4 separate regions of the Macaca mulatta genome follow, and all the other regions are linked to region 2. A link is a contact called in public Hi-C data. All regions are on one chromosome and are shown on one strand. Each heading gives the region's core, a stretch centred on a gene start, on an enhancer-like site or on the middle of the called end of the contact. The rest is flanking DNA. Distances are from core to core; before and after follow the strand shown.

Evidence for each region. Hi-C and Micro-C count contacts between places; a contact is called where the count stands out from the background.
Region 1: a contact with region 2 is called in a Hi-C map of fetal cortex germinal zone, with 4 times the contacts expected there. The contact joins the promoter of GP1BB here to the promoter of CDC45 in region 2. A contact is called at or near these places in 2 of 14 Hi-C or Micro-C datasets (fetal cortex germinal zone and fetal cortical plate).
Region 3: a contact with region 2 is called in a Hi-C map of fetal cortex germinal zone, with 3 times the contacts expected there. The contact joins the enhancer-like site here to the promoter of CDC45 in region 2. A contact is called at or near these places in 3 of 14 Hi-C or Micro-C datasets (fetal cortex germinal zone, fetal cortical plate and liver).
Region 4: a Hi-C map of CD4 T cells shows a contact between it and region 2, with 4 times the contacts expected there. The contact joins the enhancer-like site here to the promoter of CDC45 in region 2. A contact is called at or near these places in 4 of 14 Hi-C or Micro-C datasets (CD4 T cells, cortical neurons, fetal cortex germinal zone and 1 more).

What each region holds. Positions count from the first base shown.
Region 1 is chr10:32,981,058-32,984,138 of T2T-MMU8v2.0, forward strand. GP1BB (glycoprotein Ib platelet subunit beta) reads right to left here and starts at 1,277. Exons shown (of 2, transcript XM_015149714.2): 1 at 129-1,277. The coding sequence starts at 138. It overlaps SEPTIN5 (septin 5), which reads right to left. Exons shown (of 11, transcript XM_077950910.1): 6 at 3,040-3,081; 7 at 2,837-2,938; 8 at 1,969-2,065; 9 at 1,748-1,883; 10 at 1,374-1,476; 11 at 389-1,277. The coding sequence ends at 1,221.
Region 2 is chr10:33,228,562-33,231,353 of T2T-MMU8v2.0, forward strand. CDC45 (cell division cycle 45) reads right to left here and starts at 1,275. Exons shown (of 19, transcript XM_028827988.2): 1 at 927-1,275; 2 at 728-787; 3 at 1-4. The coding sequence starts at 977. UFD1 (ubiquitin recognition factor in ER associated degradation 1) reads left to right here and starts at 1,824. Exons shown (of 12, transcript NM_001257731.1): 1 at 1,824-1,866. The coding sequence starts at 1,864.
Region 3 is chr10:33,080,791-33,083,576 of T2T-MMU8v2.0, forward strand. No RefSeq gene overlaps it. Among named protein-coding and RNA genes, the nearest start is that of SEPTIN5, 92 kb to the left of the region's middle. Within about 2 kb of position 1,286, at least 18 of the 40 cell types and tissues checked have an H3K27ac peak or open chromatin away from gene starts, as enhancers often do. A contact at or near this core is called in fetal cortex germinal zone and fetal cortical plate, where this site is marked.
Region 4 is chr10:33,059,060-33,061,962 of T2T-MMU8v2.0, forward strand. No RefSeq gene overlaps it. Among named protein-coding and RNA genes, the nearest start is that of SEPTIN5, 70 kb to the left of the region's middle. Within about 2 kb of position 1,527, at least 17 of the 40 cell types and tissues checked have an H3K27ac peak or open chromatin away from gene starts, as enhancers often do. A contact at or near this core is called in CD4 T cells, where this site is marked.

The DNA of each region.
Region 1 (3,081 bases), core at 27-2,526, 250 kb before region 2:
CGCGCCGTTTGGAAGTCCCCTCTAAGTCTGACCCAAGTCTCTCCCAGCTACAGCCAGAGGACCAGAGCGCCTCTCAACCCGGGTCGGCCTAGGGAGCAGCCGGGGGCCCGACCGGACTCCAGACTCACCGGAGCCCATGGCTAGAAGACGGCGGCCCAGCTTACTCTGGAGCGGGACGCGTAGGCGGGAGAGCCGAGCGATAAAGCGCTCCCGCCCCCGCCACGCCCGCACCGACCACAGTGCTGCGGCCCGGCCAGAAATAGCCCAGAGGCCGCGCGGACGCGTGCTGCAGCGGCAGATAGCACACTATCGCCGGAGGCCGCAGGCCGCCCTGGCTTCCGCTCCCACCCGCTCTCAGGGGCACACGGAGCACTCGGACACCCGCTGCGACGTTCACCAACATTGTTCTCCTGTCACCAGGACAGGACGCGGCATTCACAACGGAACAAAAAGGAGCATCGTGTGGCGGGAAGGGATCATGCGGGTGGTAAGATCAGGAGGCCGAGGCTCGGGATCCCGGCACACCACAGCTGTGCTGGGGAGGCCTCGAGCCAGGGCAGGGGACGGCACCGAGAGTTGCCAGGAGGTGGCTCACCGCCCAGTGCCCCGGGGGTCCTCCAGATCAGGCCGGGCTGTGGAGAAGGGGTGTGGGTGGTCACGGCCCGCCCTCCTTGCAGCCTCTCACCTCCTTAAGTCTGGAGAGCTCCCATTTGATTCAGCCCAACCCTGCCCGCTGGGCTTCTGGGGCTAAGGGAAGACCCGGCCCCCCTCGACAGAAAATGGGGTCTCAGCACTTGCTGGGTGACCCGCGGGAGCAGGCAAAGGAGGGCTCCCAAGTCCGTTCTGCAGCACTGGGGCAGGCAACAGACCCAGGACCCTGGGAATCCTCTTCTGCCTAGGTTTGCCTGCCTGCTAGAGCAGGGCCTGCAGTTTGGGTGGTGTGACCGTCTGGGGGCGGGGGAAGGGCAAGAGAGGCGGATCTTTGAAGTACCGCCCAACTTCGCTCCTGATCCCCCAAGGCCAGAGAGGGCCAGCTGGGCGGGGGCTACAGTCCAGGCCCCTCGGAAGCAGATACGAATGACCTGGGAGGGGGTGGTGCTGAGAATAAATTAGGGTCAGCTGGGGGCTGTGGCCCCGCGTCTCCGGGTCGGGAACAGTCCGGTCTGGGGTCCAGGGGTGGGAGGGCGTCCCGGAGACGGACGGTGTGTCCGCGACGAGCGTCACTGGTCCTGCATCTGCTGCTTCATCCTCTGCAGCATCTCCTGCATGCGCCTCAGCTGCGGGCGGGCGGGCGGAGACAACCGGGCCAGTGAGCAGCACCGTGGAAGCGCATCCCTGCTGCCCGCCTCCGCCACCCCCACCGCCCCACACACTTCCTCATCCTTCATCCTGATAAGCTTCTCAGTCTCGGCGTCCGGGGTGGGCAGCGGCAGGATCGGGATGGGGCTCTCCATGCGGCTGTCCTGGGTCAGTTTGCTGCGGGGGAAGGGAGGGACGGGGCGGCGCCACCCGGAGGCTCAGCGTGGGCTGGCGATGCCTGACCCATCCCCACCACTGCTGAGGCCCTGCCCTCCGGAGCCCTCACAGCCCTGGACTGGTTCTAGGGAAACCAGACTCGGAGAGGGGGGGGCGATTTGGGGGATTGTGCAAGGTTCAAGTCTGAGTGGGCTGACAGGACTGGCCCTCAGTCATGGAGACGTGGGCGAGGCCGGAGGGGCGAGGTCTGGCTTGGGGCTGGGGAGCGCACCTGGTCATCTGCTGGATGCAGTGCGCGCGGTAGTTCTCGTAGTGCACGTCGCACGTCACGTCCTTGAGGTCGTGCATGTGCGTGCGGATGAGCATGTTGCGCAGCTTCACGAAGTCGCAGTGCGCCTGGTTCTCCACTGCGGGGTGGGAGTGGGTGGTGGGCTGGCGCCAGCCTAGGACAGCCTTCCCCCACCAGACCTGGTACCCCAAGACTCCACTCACCCTCCACGATCCCCCAGGGGTACAGGCGGCCCCGGACACGCTGCCCCTTGGCCTCCACCACCGTGTTGCTGCCTATAACAGCAAAGGGCGCGCTCTCCTGGGGGAAGGAGGGAGAAGGGCTCACACCCGGTCAGCGTAATTGCAGGGTTACTGATGGGAAACGGGCATGTAATTCCCAGGGCACCCCTCCAGCATCACCATCAACGACCTCTCCTCAAAGAGATCCTGGCGTTGCCCCTTTCTGGCCTTTCTGCCACTGGCTGGAGACAGAGCCCATGGCCTTCCAGGGCTTCACATTGCAGGGCCTTTCCAGGCATGCTCCACCCTCATCTCCTCCCTCATCAAGAACCACACCCTCCAGCTGCCCCTTCCCTCCCCAGGGCTAAGCCTATGTCTCCCCGTGCTGATGCCCCTGCCCTGGTGGCCACCTTCCCCTGGCATGGTCTCCATTATCACCACTCAAGTTGCTGGGGTACCTGAAGCCACCAACCCTGGAGGTCAGAAATCTGGGAGCCAGGGTGTGCCACTGGGCTAGCCCCTTCCTCTGGTAACCCATGGAAAGAGGGTTGGGGTTAAGGGCCTGGCCCACTGTTGCACTTCTGGATCTGGCCAAGTGCTCCATACCTGCCAAGCACCATGTGGGGCCCGCATGACCCACCCCAGCCAAGCAAAGACATGGTGACCTTTACCTTCTAGTTCTGGATGAAGGGGGTACAGGTCCTTTACTCCTAGAACAAATGACTCTTGCCCCCAACTGGGCTGACCTTGCCCTCCTCCAGCAGGCCCAGTGTGAAGGAGACAAGGCCAAGGCCCTCTGGTTCTGCCTTTGCCACCTCCATCGCCCTGCCCCAGCAGTCTGCATGTTCACCTTCAGTTCCCGGTCCTGCTGCTTGAAGTCCTCATCCTCATCCGAGTCACACTCAGGGAACTGGTATACATGGATCCCAAACTTGTCAATCTCCTCCCGGATCTGTGGTGGGGCAAGGGCTGTCAGATTTGAGGCCGGTCAAGTCCCCCTTGTACTCTCAGCCCCAGGGCCCTGGCCAGGCCCCTGTGCGGCGGCAAGCTCACCCGCTCCTTCAGTTTCCGGATCTCACTGGGGACAAGACAGTC
Region 2 (2,792 bases), core at 25-2,524:
AGGCCTGGAGAGAGAGTGTTTTCAAAGCCTATCTTATTTAGGACATTGGCAATTTACCTTGAAAAGAAACCGAGTTAGATTAGATGGGTTGAGAGATAAAAGACACGGGATAACACTAAAGTTAGTGAAATGCTTCCGGGAAAAGCTAGGTGCTAGGCATACGAGTGTTTACCATACCATCCTGTGAATTTTGCAAATTACCAAATTAAAACATCGGTGGGAAATGCCGATTTAACTTCCAGGCCGTCTGAAAAGTTCCTGATCCAAGGGCCAGACCAAAACAATGTACATACCATGCCCTATTCAAAACCAAACTAACGATCCTCCCTAATAGACTAGGGGCTCCCATATTCCCAGCAACACCTACGACACAACTGTACCCAGAGTTGTCACAGATTCCTCTCTCTCTCAAATCCCCCATTTGAGAGGCCACTACAGATCCAAAGTTTCCCCCAAACGCCAACTGCTTTGTTCACCTATTCATATTAATAGTTTATTGCAAAAATACAAACTAGTCTCTTTACCTTTTACTTAATCCTCTATCCCACCCCACACCGTTGGGACAGGGAGGCAACTTCTCCTCTCACCTGCTGCTCACCTCCTGCCCGGCTTCCTCTCCGGGGCTAAGCCCTCAGCATCCATCCTGACTCTCTGCCCGCCCTGCGCCCCCACGCAGCACCCTCACCTCTCGCGCCGGCCCCGCCCTCCCAGGCCCCGCAGAACTCACCTGAAGGATCTTGCACGCACACAGAGCATCCACGTCCGAGGCCACGAAGAGAAGGACCCTCTATCGGGGAAAGAGCGGACGGGCTGAACGCGGCGACCCGAACCCCGGCCCTCCCCTGCCTCCCGGTCACCCACGGCCGCTCCTCCTCATCCCTTCCCCACCAGCAAGGCCTCGGCGGGGATCCCAGATTGGGCGTCACCTGGCTCTGGACCACCTCGTAGAACTCTTTGCGGAAATCGGACACGAACATAGCCACGGCGGCCGTACGCCTGGCGCTCGCGCTGAGGTACCAGGAGCCCCGGCGGCGGTCAAGACTCCCGCCAAATCACGGCTCCTCCGATTGGTCCAGGAATCACCAACCAATAGCCTCTTAGTTCCCAGCCTTCCTTTCTTTCTGATTGGACCACATTGGAGGCGGCCATTAGCGCTCTGCCATTCACGGCTAGAAAACTCCAGCCCGTCCCAAAAGAAGGGTCACCTCTGAGGCCGAACGCAAGCGCTGTTGCCCCTTTCAACTCTGACTCGCTTTTACCCAGAAACGCGACGCTCGGCGGACATCTTTACTTTGGGAAGAGAAGCCTACTGCCTCCCACTGGGAACCCCCAGAGAAAGTACACTACTTCTAGCCATACATTAAACTCAGTCACATACCGAATGGGGCAGCAGTTACGTTTGCAATAGGTTTTTGGTGTGGTCTGAAGAAGGATTTGTAGCTTAGTTCCGCCCGAGTCCTAGATGGCTGAAGCAGAGGCATTCTGGGTAGTGCATTCTGGGTAGTGTAGTCGTAAAGACAATGGGCCCTACTAAATTCGTCTGGAGGGGTTGAAAACTATCAAAACGTAATTTAAAATAACTTTAAAAAGTACCTACTAACGGGGAAATAAATCACGAAAGGTCATTTTAATGCTTCTGCTGAGGGTGTTTTAGAGCCTAGCGTCTTCGCCTGGCCTGTTCTCTTTTGCAGCCGACGCTTTGTCCCGGGCACCCCCCTCCGGGTCTCGGGTCCGGCACTTCCGGTGAGCCTCTGGGGCGTACCGGCTTGGCGCGGCAGAGGCGGCGGAGGCTGGGAGAGCGGTCGGCGGGGTACGTTCGTCGTATTGCCGGAGAGAAGCGGAGTCTCCGAGGTGGTGTCCATCATGGTAAGCGCTGACGGGCAGCGGGCGGGGTCTGGGGGTCTGGCCCGGGGCCTGAGTTAGGGCCCGGCGGGGCGGCGCGGGACGGCGGCGGAGGTGCCGAGTCACCTGGGCCTGAGTCAGGCCTGCCGGCTCATCGGCCGTACTGGGCACAAGCAGAACCCTTGACCACTAACCGCCTGTGGTCGCGTCCGCCAGTCCTGAACGTGGCTTGCATTCCGTCTCAGCCGGACTTGCCGTCGTTGACGAAAGAAAGGAAAGTTAGTGTCCATTCACGGGTTTTCCATGTGCTGGACGCGCAACAGGTTTCCATAAACCCAAAGTTAGTTGCAAGGTTGCTGGGGATGGAAACAGAATCAGGCGCTCCCCAGGGAGAAATCTTAGAGGGCATGCCCGGTCTTGGGGGACACCCAGCTCTTGCCCCAGTTCCGTGAGCTCCGTGCCTACAGGTTCGTGCCTTCGGATCTGTACAGCGGTGTTGTGTTCGCTAATGATAACGATGGAAGCTAATACCTGCTGGTACATTTCCTGTTACTTAGCTTTTAACACCTGTACTCCCTCATCACGCCTTATTTCTTTTAATCCCTGCAATTCCTTTGGAAGCTAGGATGATTATTTTGAACATAAGAAAACTAACGTTTACAGAGATACTTTATTCGAGTCACAAAAGTAGGGAGTGGAGAGTTGAAGTCAAGTCTGTCTGGCTGCAAAGCACTCTACGGTATTGTCTTCCTGTCACCTGTTTATTTCAGTAAAGACAAAGAATGATTGTCAGATTTTATTCTAAGTGTGCCACTGTCAAACCCTGGCTTATTTCAATTCTTGAGTTCATCCACTCAAGAATACCTGATATGTTCCACACAATGTGCTAGGTCTCGGCATTGAAAAGGAAATTGAGAGATGGGATCTGGAGTAGCAAAGAAGGAGCAGAA
Region 3 (2,786 bases), core at 36-2,535, 150 kb before region 2:
ACCAAACCCCGCAAAGAGGACCCCAGGCATCCAAGAAGAGGCTGGGAAATGCCAAGTGCCGCCTCCCTGCCGACACCCCACTCTGGCCTCAGGGCTACTCCGTGTGATTGGTGACACGGAAGGGTGGTCATAGGGCCACACACATCCCCATGGGAATCCGCGGCAGAGGAGGGCAGGCGGGGCACGAGTACATGAAACAGCAGCACTGACCTTGACTGAGATCGTAGTGATTAACAGGGCAATTGAAACAATGGGGGGAAAGCCAGAACCAGGGGTGCAGGAATAATCTATCAGGACTCTTACCCAGAGCCTTCCTGAAGGGAAAAAGAAATCCAGTAAAAACAAACTCTCCTTCATGGTAGCAACAATGAAACAATCTCCCTTCTCTTGCTTGCAATTTTATTGGCCTCCAAAGTTTCTGTGTTTCTACAGATTAGCCTTCCCTTGGGAAGTTAGGTGGGGGGAAAATAAGCAAATATTAGTTCCCTCCTGGATAAGTCATTCTTTTGAGCAAGTTTCCCCAGGAGCTCTACAGGGCACAGCTTGTGAAACATCGTTCCAGGCCTTCTCAACTCAAGTGGGGGGAAAGGATTAACAAATATCTTTGAATTCCAGCGAGACAAAACAGGAACGGCCTCAAGCCGGGCTTCCTCCTGCAGCCTCTCAAAGGCTCCTAGTGCCTGGCCCGAAAGAAGAGCGCCCGCCCGCACGGGCTGCGCCTGGGGCGGCGTCAGATCCGCCAGGTGGGCTGGGGGACAAATCCTGATTTTCACTTCACTTCTGATTGGTAATTGTGTGCAAGAGATGTTCCCGGCTAAAATAATATACAATAACTTCCCTTGAGAAAATATACACAGTCAATTTTTGGAATCACTTAACACAACCCTTCACCAAGTGAAGGTACAATTGGAACCACATAACACGTTTCCCATGTGGAAGACAAGGGTTGGTACAAGCTGATGTCATCGCGGGAGAGCCGAACGTGCCGGTTTTATTAGCCACAGGCCACACGTAGGTGAGCAGTGGGCCATTGTTATGCAATCATTTAGTATTATTTTTCCATAAATCAAGGTAACGCCTAATGAAGTCCGAGTCTTTAAATCAAGCAGCCTTTTCCTATTTGGAACATAAAGTTGGGCTGTTGCCAAGAGCTCCGGGAAGCAGCGGGCTACAAGTAGCATTTCAATAAAGAACCTAAGTACCCATTCACCAGCACCGGATGCAGGCTGCTCGGTCACGCCCACTCGCCAATACTGTCAAGTCAGCCTTAGGGGAGCTTCGCATTAGCGCTGACAGTGACAGACTGCAGCTGGGGCTCAGGAGCAGCCCCTGCGCTTCTGCTGGGAGAGGGAAGTGGGGAACAGGCAGCTGTTTTGGCCTCCCGGGGCTGCCGTTACAAAGTGCCACTGGCTGGTGGCCTCACCGCAGACCTTTATTGTCTCATATTCTGGGGGCTGGAAGTCTGGGATCAAGGCGTGGGCAGGGTTATGTCTTCCAGGGACCCTCTCCTGGGCTTGTCGATGGCGGTCTTCTCACCATGCCCTCAGAGGGCTGTCCCTCTGGGCATACCTGTGTCCTAATCTCTCCTTTTTCTTTCTTTATTTAGTTTTAGAGACAGGACCTTGCTCTGTTGCCCAGATGGGAGTGCAGTGGCACAATCATGGCTCACCGAAGCCCCACATTCCCAGTGCTCAAGCGATCCTCTTGCCTCAGCCTCCCAGGCTCCCAAGTAGCTGGGGCTACGGGTGCACCTCACCAAGCCTGGCTAATTTTTAAAATTTTTTGTAGAGATGGGGGTCTCACCATGTTGCCCAGGCTGGTCTCGAACTTCTGGGCTGGAGCAATCCTCCTGCTTTGGCCTCCCAAAGTGTTGGGAGCCACCTTGCTAGGCCCTGGTCTCCTTTTCTTATAGGACACCAGTCAAACCAAAGTAGGGCCCACCCCCATGACCTCATTTTGAATAAATTACCTGTTTAAAGACCCTCTCTCAGCCAGGTGCGGTGGCTCATGCCTGTAATCCTAGCACTTTGGGAGGCCAAGGCAGCTAGATCACTTGAGGTCAGGAGTTCAAGACCAGCCTGGTTAACATGGTGAAATCCTGTCTCTACTAAAAATACAAAAAATTAGCCAGGCATGGTGGTGCATACCTGTAGTTCCAGCTACTTAGGAGGCTGAGGCACAAGAATTTCTTGAATCCAGGTGGCAGGGGTTGCAGTGAGCTGAGATCGCACCACTGCACTCCAGCCTGGTCAACAGAGCAAGACTGTGTCTCAAAAAAAAAAAAAAAAAAAGAAGAAGAAGAAAGAAAGAGAAAGAAAGAAAGAAAAGAAAAGAGAGAAGAAAAGAAAGGAAGAAAGAAAGAAAGAAAAAGAAAGAAAGAAAAAAAAGAAACCTTCTATCCAAATACAGTCATATGGGGTTGGGACTGGGTGGTTAGGACTTCAACATAGGGACTTGGGGAGGGAGGCCATAAATCAGCCGATAACAGGGGAAGCACAGAAAAATCTTGGCATCGTTTTGCTGTTGTAAAAGAAAATGGAAAGGAAGGAAGGAATAGACATTGGGTGATTCCTGGCTGTTTTTCCGCCATGACCCAGCTGGCACAGCATCTCCATCAGGCCAGCCCAGGCACTGCAGCGTGGCCTGACCCTTGGACGGACAGGTGTGAGGGTGTGAGGGGTGGAGGTCTGCATCCAAGACACCCCCAGAGATCCCCGAGGTGAGTGTGTGTGCAAATGAGCTGGCCACAGGGCTGTGTGGATTTGCCTTCTTGATGTTTTCTGCCG
Region 4 (2,903 bases), core at 277-2,776, 170 kb before region 2:
ATCCTTTAGGAATTTCAAGAATTGAGTACAGCCATCTTGCTCCAGAATGCTCCCAACATTATGTATACCAGGAAAGAAGAAAGATACAAGAATGTATAACTAACCACCAGAGAACAGTTAAATCCATTTCAGTGTCTAATGGAATGAAGGCAGCTACTGGTAACTGTATATTAGGAGATGATTGAATGATATGAAAAATCCTTTTAAAGGGATAAAAACAAGGATCAAAACTAAATATAGAATATTGCCACTTAAAATATGCACTTATATCTGTTTACCAAAATCCAGGAAAATTTGCTAAGGCATGAACAATGATCACTGTGGCTTGGTGGGGGCACCAGGTCAATTTTTTTTTTTTTTTTTTTTTTTTTGAGACGGAGTCTCCCTCCGTCGCCCAGCCTGGAGTGCAGCGGCAGGATCTCGGCTCACTGCAAGCTCCGCTGCCTCCTGGGTTTGGCGCCATTCTCCCGCCTCAGCCTCCCGAGAAGCTGGGACTACAGGCGCCCGCCACCACACCCGGCTAATTTTTTTTTTTTTTGTATTTTTAGTAGAGACGGGGTTTCACCGTGTTAGCCAGGGTGGTCTCGATCTCCTGACCTCGTGATCTGCCGGCCTTGGCCTCCCAAAGTGCTGGGATTACAGGCGTGAGCCACCGCACCCGGCCGGCACCAGGTAATTTTAATTTTCTTCTGTATACTTTTCTATGGTTCCTGAACTTTTTAAAATTATTACACTATGACTACAGTCAGGAAAAAGTAATTTTAAAAGGATCGTTGTAGTCTTTCCCCAGGGCTCCTGGTGTGCGAGCCATGTTTCCTTAGCCTGGCTGTTCTTGGCACATCTGTTCCCAAAAGGAGGTGGGCAGAGCTGGTCAAGGCCAACGTGGGGTCCACCTCCTCGGTCCCATAGCCCCCTTAGGAGGCAGACGGTGTCTGATCCATACAGTTCTGCAGTCACACCCTGCACGCCTGCCGCTTCGGCCACAGGTAACCACGCATGGGTGGGGAAGGAAGACCTGGCACCGCTGCTGCGTGGGCACCGCAGGATGTCGTGGAGCGGACCCCCTTACTCGGCCAACACTGCCCCTCTGTCCCCTCCCCCACCTATTCTCCTTCCCTTCCTCTTCTCCTCCCACCTTTTCCTCCCTCCTCTCCTTCTACACCTCCGCGCTCTGCCCCTCTCAGACCCACTGGACTGCAGCCACCACAAAAGCAGATGCTGAGAGCACGCGGAGAGCAAGTACCACTCTTGGCCTCCACCCGGAGGACATGCTCTAAAGCAGCGGTCCCCAACCTTCTTGACACCAGGGACCGGTTTCGTGGAAGACAATTTTTCCACCGATGGGGTTGGGTGGGGGATAGTTTCGGGGTAAAATTGTTCCACCTCTGATCAGCAGACATTAGATTCCCGGAAAGAGAGCACCGCCTGGATCCCTGACGTGCGCAGTTCACGATAGACTTGCGCTCCCGTGAGCATGGAACGCCCCGCTGATCTGACAGGGGGCGGAGCTCCGGCGGTTAACTCGTCCGCTGCACACCTCCTGCTGTGAGGCCCGTTTCTCATAGGCCACTCCTCGGCCCAGGGGTTGGGGACCCTGTTCTAAAGAACGGGTTTTGCACCGCCCCTCCTCCTTTAGAGAAGGGAAGGGTGGTTTTGTGGGTGGTTTTGTCCTCAGTGCCCTTCGCTTTTGAGGGACTTCCGGCTGGAGGCGGAACTGGTGTCTTTTCATGACCACCCACCCCGCACATAGGTGGCTCAGAGGAACCTCCCAAAGAAGTCAGTGGCCTCGAGATGCAGAGGAGGAAGAACCGTGTGTAATGAATGGGCTAGGGAGGAGCCGAGGATGCCGCCACGGCCCGAAGGGAAGCGGGGAGGCAGGAAGAAGATGCTCCCCTGGAAAGAGGGTGGTGGTTTTCTGTTTTATAGCAGAGAGCTCAGAAAATAGATGAAAATCAGTGTTTGCTTGATTAATTTTGAACAAATTGTAAAAATCAAATGTATTTTGCAACTTTTCATCCATGCAGGGCTTTAAGCAGAAAAGGCTTCTCCTCATCCACAGGGCACACCTGCTTGCCCACCGACCTGCCTGCCACCTGCACTAATGCCACAGGCAGGAATGCAAGGTCTCCATGAGACATCTGCACACAAGAGATAGTGCACTACTTATAACAGCCAGGGAGCTACGAGTAGGTGTAGGCAACACAAGTGTCCATCGATGGATGAAAAGACAAACAAACTGTGTGTGTGCAGACAATGGAACATCACTCAGCCTTCAAAAGGAGGAAATTCTGGGCCGGGTGCAGTGGCTCACACCTGTTATCACAGCGCTTTGGAGGCTAAGGTGGGAGGACTGCAACCTAGCAAGACCCTCTCTCTACAAAAATAAAATGCTAGCCAGGCATGGTGGTGCATGCCTATAGTCCCAGCTACTGGGAAGACTGAAGCGGGAGGAGCTCTTGAGCCCTAGAGTTTGAAGCTGCAGTGAGCCATGATCCTGCCATTGCACTCCAGCCTGAGTGACAGAGTGAGACCTTGTCAAAAAAAAAAAAAAAAAAAAAGAGAGAAGAAGGAGGAGGAGGAGGAGGAATTCGGACACATGTTACAATGGGGATGAACTCTGAGGTCATTATGCTCAGTGAAGTAAACCAGTCACAGAAAGCCAAATACAAATACTGCATGGTTCCACTTACATGAGGTACGTGGAGGAGTCAAATCCATGGAGACAGAAATAGAATGGTGGGCGCCAGGGACAATGGGGATGGGGAGTGAGTGCTTCATGGGAATAGAGTTTATGGTGGGAAGCTGAAAAGTCCTGGAGACCGATGGTGGAGATGGTGGCACAATCATGTGGATGTGCTTAGTGCCACCGAATTGGTTCAAATGGCCAATGTTGTGTTATATGT